Linked DNA regions of Sus scrofa: region 1 is linked to region 2. The links are chromatin contacts, called in public HiChIP or PLAC-seq maps. All regions are on one chromosome and are shown on one strand. Each heading gives the region's core, a stretch centred on a gene start, on an enhancer-like site or on the middle of the called end of the contact. The rest is flanking DNA. Distances are from core to core; before and after follow the strand shown.

Region 1 (4,661 bases), core at 56-2,555, 190 kb before region 2:
CCCCCACCCCGCCCCACCACATCACCTTGAAAGCCTGTCCTCCATCCTTGTCATCTGAGGACGTCCCCACGGAGACCCAGCCTGTGGTGGTCACCCTCCCACCGGCCTACGGTGCTGCTCACGCCCCCTCCCCCCTACTGTTAGTCACACGTTGTCCCCGTGTTAATGTCACCCCAGCAACAGGAGCCTCAGCTCCTTGGTAAGAAATGTTTACACTGGAGTTCCCATAGCAGCTCAGCGGGTTAAGAACCCAGCCAGGATCCATAAGGATGCAGGTTCGATCCCTGGCCCCACTCAGTGGGTTAAGGATCCAGCCGGGAGCTGCGGTGTAAGTGGCAGACCGGGCTGGGATCTGGCGTGGCTGTCACTGTAGCCTAGGCTGGCAGCTGCAGCTCCTATTCTACCTCTTCCCTGGGAACTGCCACAGATGCAGCCCTAAAAAAAAATAAGAGGAAGAAAAGAAAGGTTTACATCGACAGAGCTTGTTCTACGCAAGGATGACGTGACCGAAGGACTGGTCTTGGGACAGAAGCGCTCGGCCCGTGGCCCCGGCTGCACTGACAAGGCCGAGGGTGGCCGCCCCCGTACCTGGATCAGCCGCGTGGCCGGGGGCTCCTCGCGTGGGAATCCTCGCGGGTGGGCGGAGAGCACATGCTTTCATTCAAGCCGTGCCCAGCACTGGCTCCAGGGGTGAAGCAGCGCCTTCGGGCGTGTTCTCAAACCCCAGCCAACCCTGTGTCCTCTCCCCCCAGTTCAAAGCGAACCTGGAGAAGAACAAACAGGGCCTGGAGACTGACAACAAGGAGCTGGCGTGTGAGGTGAAGGTGCTGCAGCAGGTCAAGGCCGAGTCCGAGCACAAGAGGAAGAAGCTGGATGCCCAGGTCCAGGAGCTCCACGCCAAGGTCTCAGAAGGAGACAGACTCAGGGTCGAACTGGCTGAGAAAGCAAATAAGCTACAGGTAGGCCTGGCAAACTGTTACTGGCTGCTGCCTGCCATGTTGGGGTGGGGGAGCCCGACATTCGGCTGCCCCAGGCGCACAGTAGGCTCCTTGGGTGTGGTCCCCGCACCTGAGGCTCTCATGGCCCCAGGTGGGTCTGCTCAGTAGGACGTGAGGCTCAGAGAAGCCCGCGCCCTCCGGGACTCGCCTGGCCGGTTGTGGCGCTGGACATGAGGGCAGCAGGGCTCCGCTGAGCCCAGGGCCCACCCCACCCACTGCGGCCAAGGCGGGTGAAGCACAGGCTCTCTGAAGGGTGTCGCTGAAAAGCGGAAAAATGGAAGTGTCATTAGCTTGACTGACATGAACCGAGACGTCTTCTGTTTGCCTTCCCTGTGCTGACGTGACGAGACGACAGACCAGAGCAAAGGGCAGCCTCTGTCTCTTCTGAGAGCCACCATCCCCACAGAAACGGGATTTCAGGGTTTGTGGGGGTCACAAGCCACCCGTTTTCCTTACATGCCCCTGCAATAAACCTTTTTCGGCTAAAAAATAAATAACCACATAGAAGATCTTCCCTAAAAGGGGGGAAGAGGTTTTTTTTAAGTTTAAAAATAACTTTGGGGAGTTCCCATCGTGGTTCAGTGGAAACGAATCTGACTAGGAACCGTGAGGTTTCGGTTTCAATCCCTGGCCTCGCTGGTGGGTTAAGGATCTGGCATTGCCGTGAGCTGTGGTGTAGGCCGGCAGCTGTGGCTCCGATTCGACCCCTAGCCTGGGAACCTCCATATGCCCCAGGGTGCGCCTTAAAAAAGCAAATAAATAAATAACTTCCGGGTTTTTTAAGTTTAAGAATAACTTCCCGTCGTGGATCAGCAGAAACAAATCCAACTGGGAACCATGAGGACGCGGGTTCGATCACTGGCCTTGCTCAGTGGGTTAAGGATCCGGCATTGGCGTGAGCTGTGCTGTAGGTCACAGACGTGGCTTTGATCCCACGTAGCTGTGGCTGTGGTGTAGGCCAGCAGCTACAGCTCAGATTCAACCCCTGGCCTCTAGATATACAACTTCTATATCCCACAGGTGCAGCCTTAAAAAGGAAAAAGAAGCCTTCGGGCCATGTTAACATTTAAACTAACTCGCGTCTGTGATAAAGTCTTCAAGCTCTAAGAATGGGAATTTTACTTCTGCCACCTACATGTGATTAATGCATCTTGGTGGGAAAAAGGATGAAAATAAACCCCCTCCTAATTACGGAGCCTCCTCACACAGGACAGCAGTCACTCTTTCAGAGGATTCGGTGTCATTTTTGTCTGTTCATGATAAAAAACAAGACAGCAAACCAGAGGGAGGAGAACCCCCTCGGGGGGGGGGGGGGGCTCTGCCAGTATAGTGCTCGATGTCCGAGCCTGCGTGTTGGGCACACTGCGTGCTGGGCACTGCTGAGGGCAGAGGACTCCCGGGGGTGAGTCTGCCTTAGCTGAGGCTGGCGGTTTGGGATCGACCCCTCCCTGCCCTTGGTGGGTGTTTAGGGTCCAGAACCCCAACTTGTTCCTATCTGCCTGTTAAAGTGAGTCTGACCCTTTATTCCTCCTCACAGAATGAACTGGATAACGTCTCAACTCTTCTAGAAGAAGCAGAGAAGAAGGGGATTAAGTTTGCTAAGGATGCAGCTAGTCTTGAGTCTCAGCTCCAGGACACCCAGGTACCCAGAGGGAGGGGCTGCGATGCTGACTCTGCCCTTTATGTGATCTGTAAGCCGGGGAAGCTTGTTGGTCCCAGAAAGGCCTCCTTAACACCTCTTTCTGTGCCTCTGCTCTCAACCGCCTTGCACTGTAACCAGCCTGCACACCCAGAAGCTGTCCCCTGAGCTCGTCTTTCAGGGCCCTGGGGTCCTGGGTCTGGGAGGCAGGTCTTCCAGCATGATGGGCTCTGCCTGGGGTGTGGGTCCCAGGGGTGGTCCCACTGTACACACTTGCATTGCTGCCCACTGTGAATGAGGTTGTTTTGTTATAGTTGACATTTCATCACCCTGAGCTAAGAGAAACAGGAGGGGATTCCGAAGTGAGAAGATGCCAGAGATGCAGGAAAGGGAGGCTCGCAGGTTCCTGGTCAGGGCCGTGCCGGGGGACTCTGAGGGGGAGAGGATGCTGCTTACAAAGGAGTTTAAAGCCCTGTTATATTAAGGGCACTTATTAAATGGTCGTATGTGGGTTTTTATAAATTTTTTATCATTTACTATAGTTGATCGACAGTGTCCTGCCCATTTCTGCCATACAACAAAGCGGCTCAGTCATACCTACATATTTTTTTAATGCGTTATTTTCCATCATGGTCTGTCCCAGGAGACTGGGTATAGAGTTCCCTGTGCTGTACAGCAGGACCTCGTTGTCTCATCCATTCTAAATGGAATGGTTTGCATCAACTAACCCCAAACTCCCTGTCCAGCCCACTCCTTCCCACCTCCCCCTTGGCAACCACAAGTCTGTTCTCTATGTCTGTGAGTCTGTTTCTGTTCTGTAGCTAAGTTCATTTGTGCCATATTTTAGATTCCACATATAAGTGATATCATATGGTGTTTGTCCTTTTCTGACTTAACTTTGCTTAGCATGAGAGTCTCTAGTCAGATCCATGTTGCTAAAAATGGCATGTTTGGTTCTTTTTCATGGATGTGTAATATTCTATTTCCCGTATACATCACATCTTAATCCATTCATCTGTTGATGGACATTTAGGTTGTTTCCATGTCTTGGCTATTGTGAATAGTGCTGCTGTGAACGTTGGGGGTGCATGTATCTTTCCAAATTATAGTTTTCTCCAGATAGATGCCCAGGAGTGGGATTGCTGGATCATATGGTAGTTCTATTTTTTAGTTTTTGAGAACCCTCCGTAGTGTTTTCCATAGTGGTTGAACCAATTTACATTCCCATATGGCCTCATGTCTTATGTTTAAGTCTTTAAGCCATTTTGAGTTTATTTTTGTGCATGGTGTGAGGGTGTGTTATAGTTTCACTGATTTACATGCAGCTGTTCAGTTTTCCCAGCATCACTTGAAGATTCTGTCTTTTTCCCATTTTATATTCTTGGCTCCATTGTCAAAGATTGACTATAAGTGTCTGGGTTTATTTCTGGGCTCTTTATTCTGCTCCATTGATCCCGATGTCTGTTTTTGGACCAGTACCACACTGTTTTGACTACTGTAGCTTTGTAATGTTGTCTGAGGTCTTGGGAGAGTTACAGCACCTGCTTGGGTTTTTGCCCTCAGGATTGCTTTGGCAATTCTGAATCCTTTATGCTTCCATATAAATTTGTGGATTATTTGTTCTAGTTCTGTGAAAAACGTCATGGGTGATTTGATGGAGGCACATTAAGTCTATAGATGGCTTTAGGTAATATGGCCATTTTAATATTCTTCCAATCCAGGAGCATGGGCTGTCTTTCCATAACAGAAGCATGTTGGTTTTGGTGATTCATATAACCTAAGTATTGACCTTTTATCAAAATAAACAGGAGCTTCTTCAGGAGGAGACACGTCAAAAACTGAACCTGAGCAGTCGAATCCGGCAGCTGGAGGAGGAGAAGAACAGCCTTCAGGAACAGCAGGAGGAGGAGGAGGAAGCCAGGAAGAACCTCGAAAAGCAGGTGTTAGCCCTGCAGGCCCAGGTGTGTGTGTGCACGTGGGACAGTGTGGCCTCCTCGTGTGTGTGAACAGCCGATGTGCCTGCT
Region 2 (5,261 bases), core at 555-3,054:
TGAAAACAGGAATGGGAGGAGTTCCCGTCATGGCTTAGTGGTTAACAAATCCGACTAGGAACCATGAGGTGGCAGGTTCAATCCCTGGCCTTGCTCAGTGGGTTAAGGATCCTGCCTTGCAGCCCTAGAAAAGACGAAAAGACAACAAAAATAAACAGGGATGAGAAGCTGAGCTGACTTGGTCTTGGCAGTGTCCGAGGGTACTTCTTGCTTGGCCAGAGTGATCTAAACTAGAAACCACTCCATCTCCAAAATGCATGAATTTACCCATGATAGCCAATCAGCAAGTTACCTCAGTTACCATTCTTCTGCTTTGTTTTTTGGGAGGAGAGGCTGCACCCACTGGCATGCAAAAATTCCAGGACCAGGATCAAATCCTGTATCACAGCGGCGACCTGAGCCACTACAGTGACAACGATGGCAGATCTCTCACCCACTGAGCCACCAGGGACCTCCATTATCCTTTTTTTTTTTTTTTTTTTTTGTTTTTTAGGGCCAAACCCACAGCTTATGGAAGTTCCCAGGCTAGGGGCTGAATCAGAGATACAGCTGATGGCTTACACCACTGCCACAGCGTCTGCAACCTACACCACAGCTCACAGCCACGCCAGATCCTTAACCCACTGAGTGGGGCCAGGGGTCAAACCGTGTCTTCATGGATACTAGTTGGGTTTGTTACCGCTGAGCCACAACAGGAACTCCTCCACCATCCTTCTGATCTCGGAGAGCAGTGAGGGATGGCTTGAAGTAAGATCTTAATTCTCTGCTCAGGACTTGAACCTGGGCAGCCTGGATGAAAACCAGGAATCCTAGCCACTAGATTAATAGAGCTAAAAGTAGAATTGCTGATTCTTGGCCCCTGTTGAAAGTAAGAATGTTTTAAGGAGGCAAAGACTGCAAAAACAGGTATAAACTTTATTGTTAGAGACACAGTACGACGTGGGAGAGCACAGAGAGTAGTCTATTTATCTAAGACAGAAGCAGAGCAGTAATCCACACCCCAAAGGAGCAGGGCTTGGGTGTACCCCTGAATGAGGAGCACATCAGAGAGGTGAGACAGTTCTGGCTGGACCCAGGGCCCTCCCCGATATGCGTGCCCATCTTTTGGCAAAGACGGATTCCAGAGCAAAAGGTTCTGAGATGGCCTGGTGCCCCCTTCCTTTTTGACTCTGCACATGTGTAATGGGGGGGGGGTCTCCTTGACCGCAGGAGTGATTGATTGAAGCAGTCATCTTTTTTTTTTTTAATTTATTTTTAGGCACTAGGGGTCGAATAGGAGCTACAGCTGTCAGCCTACACCACAGCCATACCAGATCCGAACCACGTCTGCAAACTATACCACAGCTCATAGCAACACTGGGTACTTAACCCACTGAGCAAGGCCAGGGAGTGAACCCTCATCCTCATGGGTACTAGTTAGGTTGGTTCCCACTGAGCCACAACAGGAATACCTTCATCTTACTTTTATACTCCAGCAGAGCTCAGCTCCTGCCATTAACTTGCTTCTAGAGAAGCAAGGCCCAATTTACTCAGCCTGACAGGTCCCAGCTGTTCTCAGCCCAAGGCCTGTCTACCCCCTCCCTCACTTCTAGTTTTGCATCAAGTGCTCGTCAACTTGACATCCAAGCCTTGGTATTAGCCTCCAAAACTGTGCATTTGAGATTATTTACAATATTTATACGGTTTCCCAGCATCAGCAAATACATTCAAATGCTGAAAATGGGAGTTCCCTGGTGATGAAATGGGTTAAGGATTTGAAGTTGTCACTGCTGTGGTTCTGCTTTGATCTGCTGGGGAACCTCCACATGCGGAGGATGTGGCCAAAAAATCAAAAGCCAGAAATGACTCCTACTAGCCCCACCCTGCTCTGGATAGGTCCGTTTGCAAAGCAATAAGGAAAAACAGACCTCAAGTGGTGATTTTCGACAATCTTCTCTTAGGCTTCTCTACCAAGAGCCCATGTTCTCAGCCTCCCCCTTCCCTGCAGGCCCAAAGCCCTTGGGAATCTGAGATTCCAGGCTCCATTCTCAGGGAAACTTCTTTAATCAAGATGTTGAGGAGTTCCCGTCGTGGCGCAGTGGTTAACGAATCCGACTGGGAACCATGAGGTTGTGGGTTCGATCCCTGCCCTTGCTCAGTGGGTTAATGATCCGGCATTGCCGTGAGCTGTGGTGTAGGTTGCAGACGCGGCTCGGATCCCACGTTGCTGTGGCCCTGGCATAGGCTGGTGGCTACAGCTCCGATTCAACCCCTAGCCTGGGAATCTCCATATTCCCGGGAGTGGCCAAGAAATCAAAAGACAAAAAAAAAAAAAAAAAAAAAAAAGATGTTATTTAGGGGCAAGCCGACTTGAGCTACAAAACACAGTCATAAGGAAGTGGCCTCTACACACACTCTTCTGAGCAAAGGAAGCAAGAACAGCTGTCGGCAAGAATCCCTGACGCCTCCTCCCGGAAATGTGACAGCAGAGTGGTGGGAAGCAGATGTTGCATCACTGGACATGGCCTTCTGGCTCTGCCCTTTGCTGTGTGACCCCGGGCAATTTATTTAGCTCTTAGTTCTTCTTTTGTTAAAAAAAAAAATAGGGGGTGGGGCGGGGATGGAGTGACGCTATCAAGAACCTTACTGAACTCTTAGGATTTGTTTTAATTTTTATTTATATCATGTTTATTTTTTTATAGCCACACCTGCAGCATATGGAAGTTTCTGGACCAAGGACTGAACCTGAGCCACAGCTGATCCAGTGTTGCTGTGAGCTGTGATGTATGTTGCAGATGTGGCTCGGATCTGGCATTGCTGTGGCTGTGGTGTAGGCCGGCAGCTGTAGCTCCCATTAGACCCCTAGCCTGGGAACCTCCATATGCCACAGGTATGGCCATAAAAAGCAAAAAAGAAAAAGAAAAAAAAAGAAAGAAAAAATAATCTTATTAGATCATAAACTCCCTGGCAGCAGTGAGAGTGCTTGGCACCGTGGTGAATCATCAATCAAATGTTAAAGGAAGGAATGAATGAATGAATGAATGAATACTACTCGGTGTGAGGCATCAGGGTGCTGACCACTGCTGTCAGGAAGCGATCTGCTACATTCAAAGTCAAAAAGTCAGGAAAATTGAGTTCAGAGGCCAGCAGCAGGGCAGCCCTATGGCACAGAGGGAGACCCTGTCAGAGAAGCTGCCAACGATTGGTTATGCTCAGCACTGTGCAGCATTTAAAAAGAAGCATCCAGAAAGCTGCTGCTGGTTTTCAGATGAGAACGCTGCGGACCTGACTTGCATGGTTTTGTACACCCCCATCCCCTAAACCCCGGTGATGGGGAAGGGGGCCATACGTGACAGCTCAGATAAGTGACACGAGTGACGTGGTACAGTGAGGGGGGCGCCGTGGAACCCCGTCCCCCCCTGCATCCTAACTTTCTGCTGCAGGCTCTTTTCTCTGAAACCCTCACAGCCCATGTGGGCTTCCCGGGCCCACAAAGAACAAAACATGTCAGAGTAGAACTGAAAACAGGTCCAATAGCGTAAGGCAATGACAGGCAGATTAGTAAAATGAGCTGAGGCTTTTTTTGGGATTTTGGTCCCTGTCCCTCCAAAACACAGTTGGAAAGAATATGAGGTATTTCTAAAGGGAATGCGTGAGAGGGGAGCAGTCACCCCAGGCACAAACCATGGGGCCCAGGGCGGCCTCCTGGCCTGCTCAGCAGCCTCCTTCCTGGGTCCACTTTCGGGCATTAACGAAGAGCTGGAGCCAGGGCGAGGTGGCCAGCGTGTCAAAGGGAGGAGGCCGCCATGCCCACTGCCAAGGCCGCACAGACCGCTCAGGGTGCGGCATGAGAGCCAGGTGGCGGCCGTCAGGGGAGCAGACGCCAGCCACGCCCCCTGGGGACCCGTTGGGATTCAGGGGGTACTGTTCTGTGGGGTTCCCATCATCGTCTGCCCAGTGCAGCGGAGCCAAGCCCCTGGCCTCGATCTGGGCTTGGAGTTCCGGAGAGGAAAATGCCATGTAACCTGGGATGGAAGGGGGGGGCGTGAGGGCAAAGCTCCTTCATTGGCCCCCCTCCCCCCCCCGCCTTCCCGGAGCCTGACCTTCCCCGTGAGCGCTCCACACGGGCAGCACGGCGCCCTCCATCCCTCGCAGCATCAGGGCTGGCCCGGGTCCCACACGCACGCTGGCCCAGCGTGACTCATAACGCCCCGACAGGTTGTGGCGCAGCAGGAGGCCGGGCCGGGCTGGCCAGGAATCCTGGCCCCTCTCTGCTGCCTCCTCCCCGGGACTGCCTCCCACCCAGCCCAGCAGAGCCAGCAGCTGGCAGCCGTTACACACGCCCAGGCTGAAGGTGTCTGGCCGCTCCCGGAAGCGCCTCAGCTCAGCCCCGGCCCGTGGGTTAAAGGTCACGGCAGCTGCCCACCCTAGGAGGGAACAGAGAGGCTGGGGTGAGAACCAGAAAGAGGCGGATGGCTGCCCTTTCGTGCCAGCACGTCCTGTCACATTCCCCCCGGGAACTTCCCCCTCCGAAGAGCTCCAGGCCAACGCCAGGGAAGAAACAGGTTTACCTGCTTAAAAGAGATGTTGCCAACTCCTGGGCCAGAGGCAGCCCATAATGAGTTTCCTGCTTAGGCAAAATTTGTTTAGGTGCCTGACACTTAAAAATAAGATTTTAGGGGGTTCCTGTTGTGGCTCAGTAGTAATGAACCTGACTAGGATCCACGAGGACTCGGGTTTGATCCCTGGCCTCACTCAGTGGGTTAAGGATCTGGTGTTGCTATGGCTGTGGTGTAGGCCAGCAGCTGCAGCTCCAAATTGAACCCTAGCCTGGGAACTTCCATGTGTTCAGGTGCAGCCCTCAAAAGACAAAAAAAGGTCAGATTGGAGTTCCCGTCGTGGCTCAGTGATTAATGAATCCGACTAGGAACCACGAGGTAGCAGGTTCGATGCCTGGCCTCAACCAGCCGGCTAAGGATCCGGTGTTGCCGTGAGCTGTGGTGTAGGTCGCAAACGCGGCTCGGATCTGGTGTGGCTGTGGCTGTGGCGAGTAGCTGTAGCTCTGATAAGACCCCTAGCTTGGGAATCTCCACATGCCATGGATGCGTCCCTAAAAAGACAAAAGACAAAAAAAAAAAAGTAAAATTTTACATAAAATGACAATCTGCTAGACCTGAGTAGTAGCTGTGCTTCAAAAAGGGCATGTGCCCCCTGGGTCAGGATGGCACCACCCAGCCGACCTGGCTCACTTAAGCAGGCCTCCTGCAGGCATAGCATGGTGC

What was found. HiChIP or PLAC-seq counts read pairs in DNA pulled down with a chosen protein or histone mark.
Region 1: a contact with region 2 is called in an H3K27ac HiChIP or PLAC-seq map of alveolar macrophages. The contact joins two enhancer-like sites. A contact is called at or near these places in 4 of 47 Hi-C or Micro-C datasets (epiblast stem cells, retroperitoneal adipose tissue, skeletal muscle and 1 more) and 1 of 2 datasets of contacts at active chromatin or transcription factors (alveolar macrophages).

What each region holds. Positions count from the first base shown.
Region 1 is chr12:53,662,000-53,666,660 of Sscrofa11.1, reverse strand. MYH10 (myosin-10) reads left to right here. Exons shown (of 44, transcript XM_021067863.1): 30 at 753-959; 31 at 2,536-2,640; 32 at 4,446-4,598. Among named protein-coding and RNA genes, the nearest start is that of NDEL1, 62 kb to the right of the region's middle. Within about 2 kb of position 1,305, at least 9 of the 83 cell types and tissues checked have an H3K27ac peak or open chromatin away from gene starts, as enhancers often do. A contact at or near this core is called in alveolar macrophages and retroperitoneal adipose tissue, where this site is marked.
Region 2 is chr12:53,472,889-53,478,149 of Sscrofa11.1, reverse strand. It overlaps PFAS (phosphoribosylformylglycinamidine synthase), which reads right to left. Exons shown (of 33, transcript XM_003358276.4): 32 at 4,083-4,406; 33 at 896-4,004. The coding sequence ends at 3,694. Among named protein-coding and RNA genes, the nearest start is that of RANGRF, 9.8 kb to the left of the region's middle. Within about 2 kb of position 1,804, at least 10 of the 83 cell types and tissues checked have an H3K27ac peak or open chromatin away from gene starts, as enhancers often do. A contact at or near this core is called in alveolar macrophages and retroperitoneal adipose tissue, where this site is marked.